Linked DNA regions of Mus musculus: region 2 is linked to region 1. A link is a contact called in public Hi-C data. All regions are on one chromosome and are shown on one strand. The core of a region is the stretch at or near the end of the contact, and the rest is flanking DNA. Distances in the headings are between cores, read along the strand shown. Region 1 has its middle 74 kb from the start of Tmem260. Region 2 overlaps Exoc5 (exocyst complex component 5).

Region 1 (3,016 bases), core at 275-2,774:
TGAACACAATCAAATCAACCCACATTGGCATAACAACACTATTACCATTTCCTACCACTAGAGGGCAACCAATCACCTAATTAGAATGACTAAATCTGTCCTTTCATACGTGCCTCCCAACTCAAGTTGATTTTAATCACTAACAGGGCAGATATCTTTTTTTTTTTAATGCTTTCAGAAAATAATAAAGGCCTTAGGTTTTCAAAACAGCCACTAGGGATAAGTCCAGGAGACAGTTTATTCCAGAATAACCAATGGAGATACTTTAAGTAAGTTTCTTATTTAATGGTGTTATTCAAGTTCGTTTGTTTGCTCATTTGTTTCATTCTGTAGAATGACATGCTGACTCTTGTGGTGTGGGATTTTCCAGGAGTTCGGATGAAATGTGTGTAGTAGATTGAGAACGGCTGAGGACGAATGAGTTCTGAGGACGAGAAGAGAAGCCCCTGCTCTGCGTTTGGCTGGAAGTGTTCTGTGCCATACAGCCATGCCTGCTAGGACAGCTTCAGATATAACTCAAGTTATTGCATGGAGGGAAGTTCTCCATGAGTGTGTTTTGTGTTTTTGACATGTGCTCTGTGATGTACCGAAGACACCAGAAAAGTTCTATCTTTTCTGTCCTGCCTTCTTACCATATTGGCTCTCAGTGTTTCATGTTGTTTTGTTCAGTTGTTTATTTTGTGGTATTTCTAGAAAATCATGTTCAAGGTCAAGAGACAGGAGGAAAGGGGAAGCCAGTGCCAGCCACTTCTCTCTTTCATCAGTAGAGGAGAAACCTTCCTGCTAAAGACCATTCGGCCACTGTTAGCTTTAAGGGACACTCAGAAAATGTCTGCTTAACAGCAAGAGAATCATCATGATGGATAGAAAGGCCAGGACTCATTGCCAAGTGCAGTCTGTTTGTTACAAACTATAACAGAACAGGTTTCCATTCAGTCCAAGGAAGGGAGCTCTTAACAGTATCTGCTTCAACCCTCTGCTGTTTCTTGGGAGCCCTGGAACTAGTGATTCTCAGCTGGCTTACAATGGAAATGGCACCAGCTCCAGCACTCTGCAGATGTGACACCTGGACGCCTGTCCCTAGCTTCTTCTGAGTCAAGTTCTCCTACACACACACACACACACACACACACACACACACACACACACACGAGAGAGAGAGACAGAGACAGAGACAGAGAGACAGAGAGAGACAGAGACAGAGAGAGACAGAGATTGACAGAGAGAGACAGAGATTGACAAAGAGAGACAGAGAGAGACAGAGACAGTGACAGAGAGAATCATAGATTCCTGCCTAGCCTTAAGCTTTGACTAAAGTGATCCTCACTAAGCCATTCTTGGCCAGCTCCATGTCGCGGGCATGTCTGTTGGGCCACCCCTGTTCTCACAGACAAGTCCACTCTGGCACACATCATGCTGCTCTGTAGCTGTTTGGGTTTTGTCTTTGTTCACCACAAGAGTGAGCATGGAGCCTGGCACATAATGTGGATTAACAGCTGTGAATGAAGCCGGTGAGAACTGCAGAGCTGGGCTACACACTGTAGGTGGTGCTGGACCGAGCACAGAGAACATGCAGTGTTGGTGCTAGAGAGTACAGCTTTCAGAGAAGTGCTTGGCTTATAGCCACCTTTTACATGGTGTGGACGATAAAGCTCTATTGGAAGATAGATAATAGATTGAAAATATGCTCTCCCATTCTCTGGGGGAAGCCTCCCCCACCCCATGAACTACCATGTCCTATCTGTGACTTATACTTTAGCTTCCTATATAAGGAACCATTGCTCAACCCAAGGCCACAGTTACCTCCGTGTTTTCTCTTCAGACTGTATAGTTTTAGCTTTTACATGCGTGTCCTGATCCCTCTGATTGACTTCTGTATGTCAGTGTGCAGCAGAGGTACAACCCCAGTCTTTGGCATATTTATGTCATGTTGAAAACAGTCTTTCCTCGTATACCTGTCAGAAATCAGCTGGAGGTCACAGATGTAAGAATATGATGATCTGCTCGCAGGCTCTGTTCTTGGTGCCATTCTATTAGTCTTGTCTTAGTCAGAAAACAGACCTAAGGGAGAAATCACACACAGAGAGAAGGGGAGTAAGGAGGGGGGAGAATTAACATATATAAACGGGATTGGCTTGCAAAATTGTAGTAAAGTCAAAATTGTCTGGAAGGACAGACGACAGCCCTAACGCAGATGTCAAGCTACTGTTAACAGGAAGAATTTCTTCCTCTTCAAGGGAGCTTTGAGTCTCCCTTCGGATGACTGATTCAAGCCCTCCGATAGCCTATGGTGCTCGTCTTTGCTTTAATTCAATTGGTCATACACTTTAATGACATCTACAAAACAAATCCATAACACCGCTTAGGTTAGTGTCTGACAATATCAGAAGTCTCGCCAGGGTGGCATATAAAACTGACCGCCACGATCTATAAGCCTGTGCTCACACCTGCACCACAGTCTCCATTTAATTACCAAAGCTCTGTGATCAATTTGCCGTTGGGAAGTCTACATTGTCTAACTGTGTTCTTACTTTTTTATTTTTATTTGTGAGTTTGTTGGGTACCTGTAGAGGCCGCAGGAGGACACTTGATCCCCTGGATCTGAGATCACAGGCAGTTGTGAGCTGCCTGATGTGGGTGCTGGGAACTTAATTTAGGTCCTAGGCAAGAACAGCAGAGTTCTTAGCCCCAGAGCCATCTCTCCAGCCCATGGTCTTCTTATTAGAGATTATCTTGTCTCTGCTGAGTTCCTTGTATTTCCATATGAACTTTAGAATTAGCTTGTCAGTTTCTGCACCCACAATCATTTTTATATTGAAGTAAATTGGCAACTTTGAAATCTAATGCATGTGATCTCAGAGAGTGGACCAAGTAGACCACTTGGTCTTGGCAGGAGAGAAAAGTTTTTCTTTACCATGACAAAGCACATGGCCAAGATGCCCGTGAGGCAGGTGTGCGTGAAACATTGGTGTGAGGTCAGTTTTATGTGACATGGTGACTTCATAGATGATAACAC
Region 2 (3,016 bases), core at 296-2,795, 650 kb after region 1:
ATGAAATATGATCCAAATCCTAGTGCTTTATCAAAATATGTTCATTCCTGTTTCCTGTAATCTTTACAAGTGTATCATGTCTACTGGTGTTCATGTGCATATATGTATTATAACATAATTACAATATTTGTCAATTCCCTTTCTTCCCTGAAAATCCTACATACCTCTCCTAGCCTCAGCCCTTATAAGAGAAGAGGGAGGAAAGAACTAACTAGCTTATGACGTGACTGTCTCAGACTTGCCAGTTTCTGAATAATGACGTACTTATTATTTATTAAAGCTTAGGCCTTAGCTGACTACCTCCTGATTTGCTTGCATAACTTAACCATTTAGTCTAGTCCATGTTTACAATGTGGTCCATTACCTTTCACTCAGTTCCAATACATCTGACTTCATCTGTGTCTGGCTGGCCAATCTCCTGCCTATCTCCTTTCCCCAGAGGTCCTTCCTCTGCCTGAAACTGGCCTTTCCTCTCCTGCCTCAACTATAGGCCATCAGCTCTTTATTAAACAAATCAGAAGAATGCCTTATGCAGGTGCAGAAGGACAGAGACAAACAAGCAAACATAAAACCGCTGTGTGAGATTGCATCTTAGTTATCCAAGCTGACTTTGAAATCATTATGTTGACTAGACTGCCTCAAACATGAGATCCTCCTGCCTCAGCCTCCTGAGTAGATAAGACTACATATACCACCCTGCCTGTTATCTGCTTTGCCTTCCAAAGGATGCAAACAGCTGAACTGCTCTAAGCTGGAAGGCCCTTTCCACATTAGATTTCAGATTTTGGTTCATGATAGTTAAAACTTTTCAAATATATCAAAATTAACAGCACAGTGAAAAGAGAAAACAAGAATTCAAGAAAGAAAGAAAAGATTTTTATTTCAAACCTCCTGTCCTATTTGATGCTTATATGAAGATGTATTATTTAAAAATAGTAATAAAAATATAGTAGTCATTAAATACCAATGAAAATATGACAATGCAACTAACCTTATTAGTGGCATTAGGTGATCATTAAACTGTTTGTCAAAAAGATGAAAAATAGTATTGGCCTGTTGTACAACATCCAAAAAGTAGAGATTTGCATTCCTAGAATCTGATGATGGGATTCCTAAAATCGGAAGGCATAGGTAAGTGGGAACAACCTTTAAAAAAACTGAGCAAAAGAAAAAAAATATTTATATATACCACATGAATAAAATTAACTGTCATGTAACAAATCAGCAACAATTCTATAGATTAAACAGCTTAATGAGATTTATCCAAAGCTATTTTTATACCCCAAAGTTAATCATCTTCATGATTTGTTTAGATAAAATGGAAAATGAATCAATTAACAACGTGCCTGGGCTCTGCCTTCTCCTTCTGTCCCCAAACCTCCTACCACAACTACACACTGTGCTCATCATGTTCTCCACCCCGTCCTCAGAACTATTCAGACCCTCATCACCCAGAGGCGTGTTTCCACAACATCTCCTAATGCTCTGTGCTTGTCAACAACATTCTGACACCAAAAGATGGAGCTGAAACCCGCTCTAGATCCACTTCCTCCTTTCATAAAGAGAAATACACGGACTCAAGGATCCTTCCTCTTTTTAGCTCGAGATGCCAGTGTTTCTATGTAAAATTAAGAGAAGTCTAAGAAAACCACCCACAGCTAATGATAATATATAACTTACTGCCTAGAGTTCTTACTACCTAGAGTAGCTTTACAAATGGAAAACAAAGATGTTTTGTACAAAAAATACAATTGTTGGTAGGAAAATTAAAGGTGCCAACACAAACATACAATTAAAAAAACTGAAGCACATGTAGAAAATACTAATCACCATAAAACATGGAAATTAAGGCAGTATTAGTGGATGTATTTAACTAATAATATGTGAAAAAAATGGAAAACTATGTACTAACATACATAAAAACCTATATATACATACAGGCTAGAAGCAATGTAAGTTGTACGGAATAAGCTCCTTAGGAAAAAAGTACATTAATGAAAATTATTTTAAAATATATATGCATAGTGTGCTTTGACTTGGGACTTTACCTAAAGACAATAATTTCAGTAAAAAGAAAGGTCTACAATGCTACTCCAGTATGTCTTATTACCTGGCAGAATTGTATGTGGTCATTAGGACAATGACCATGAACACTAACTGCATTGAACATGCTCATAGATATGAGAAATATTCCCTGTCCAAATGAAATTTTCCTAAACATTTCAAATACTGCTATTGAAATCAATAGGAAAGTTTCCATTCTAAATGAACAATAAATTCTTCATACCTTACTCCTTGTTATCTTGTAATTTCTAATGAACAAATTGATTTTAGTTATGTATGTGTGTTAGTCAGAGGACAACATTCAAGAGTCAGTTATCTCCTTCCACCATGGGATCTGGATACTGAACTCAAGTTGTCAGGCTTGGCAGCAAGTGCCTTTTACTGCTGAACCATTTTACTGGCCCTTATTCTTACTCATCATCTTATTCTGTAATCACATCTTAAAATATTTAAATTATTCTAATACAAATGACTACACTAAGTCATTTTCTACCAGCACAATTTAAATAATTAATGTCAACAGTCTACTCTAATTAAGTTAAAATTCACTAAAAGACATGGTTGCTTATGAAGGGTAATAGAGTTAAGTTAGTGACTGGTCTATAGCTAAGTCTGGTTCATTATTAAAGGTTTCTAGGCTGGTATTTTACACAGCCAATAGAAACTTTCTGAACTGTATATGCTTTCTACAGGCTAGAGTATAATGCTGGAGGGTAGGAGGGACTAAACAACTGAGATTCCTATATATTCCTAATATGCTGTTGTCTCTACTTAGATTATTCTTACTCCAAATATTCAGTTTACTCACCACTTTATTGAGTTCTCTGGTTCATGTGTCTTCTCAGAAGCCTTCTCTGACTACCCTTTCATAAAAAGCTTTTGGGAGGCTGGCGAGATGGCTCAGTGGGTAAAGGTGCCTGCTGCCAAGCCTGACCACCTGAGTTCGATCCCT

Evidence for each region. A called contact is a pair of places that touch in the nucleus more often than the background predicts.
Region 2: a Hi-C map of bone marrow-derived macrophages shows a contact between it and region 1, with 13 read pairs. The contact joins two enhancer-like sites. A contact is called at or near these places in 10 of 39 promoter capture datasets (the 3T3-L1 cell line, cranial neural crest, embryonic stem cells and 6 more), 2 of 15 datasets of contacts at CTCF or cohesin (large pre-B cells and pro-B cells), 21 of 484 Hi-C or Micro-C datasets (the AML12 cell line, B cells, the Ba/F3 cell line and 15 more) and 3 of 115 datasets of contacts at active chromatin or transcription factors (embryonic stem cells, epiblast stem cells and memory CD8 T cells).

The regions. Positions count from the first base shown.
Region 1 is chr14:48,370,462-48,373,477 of GRCm38.p6, forward strand. No RefSeq gene overlaps it. Among named protein-coding and RNA genes, the nearest start is that of Tmem260, 74 kb to the right of the region's middle. Within about 2 kb of position 1,525, at least 16 of the 459 cell types and tissues checked have an H3K27ac peak or open chromatin away from gene starts, as enhancers often do. A contact at or near this core is called in bone marrow-derived macrophages, where this site is marked.
Region 2 is chr14:49,018,411-49,021,426 of GRCm38.p6, forward strand. Exoc5 (exocyst complex component 5) reads right to left here. Exons shown (of 18, transcript NM_207214.3): 14 at 992-1,112. Among named protein-coding and RNA genes, the nearest start is that of Gm23470, 18 kb to the left of the region's middle. Within about 2 kb of position 1,546, at least 6 of the 459 cell types and tissues checked have an H3K27ac peak or open chromatin away from gene starts, as enhancers often do. A contact at or near this core is called in bone marrow-derived macrophages, where this site is marked.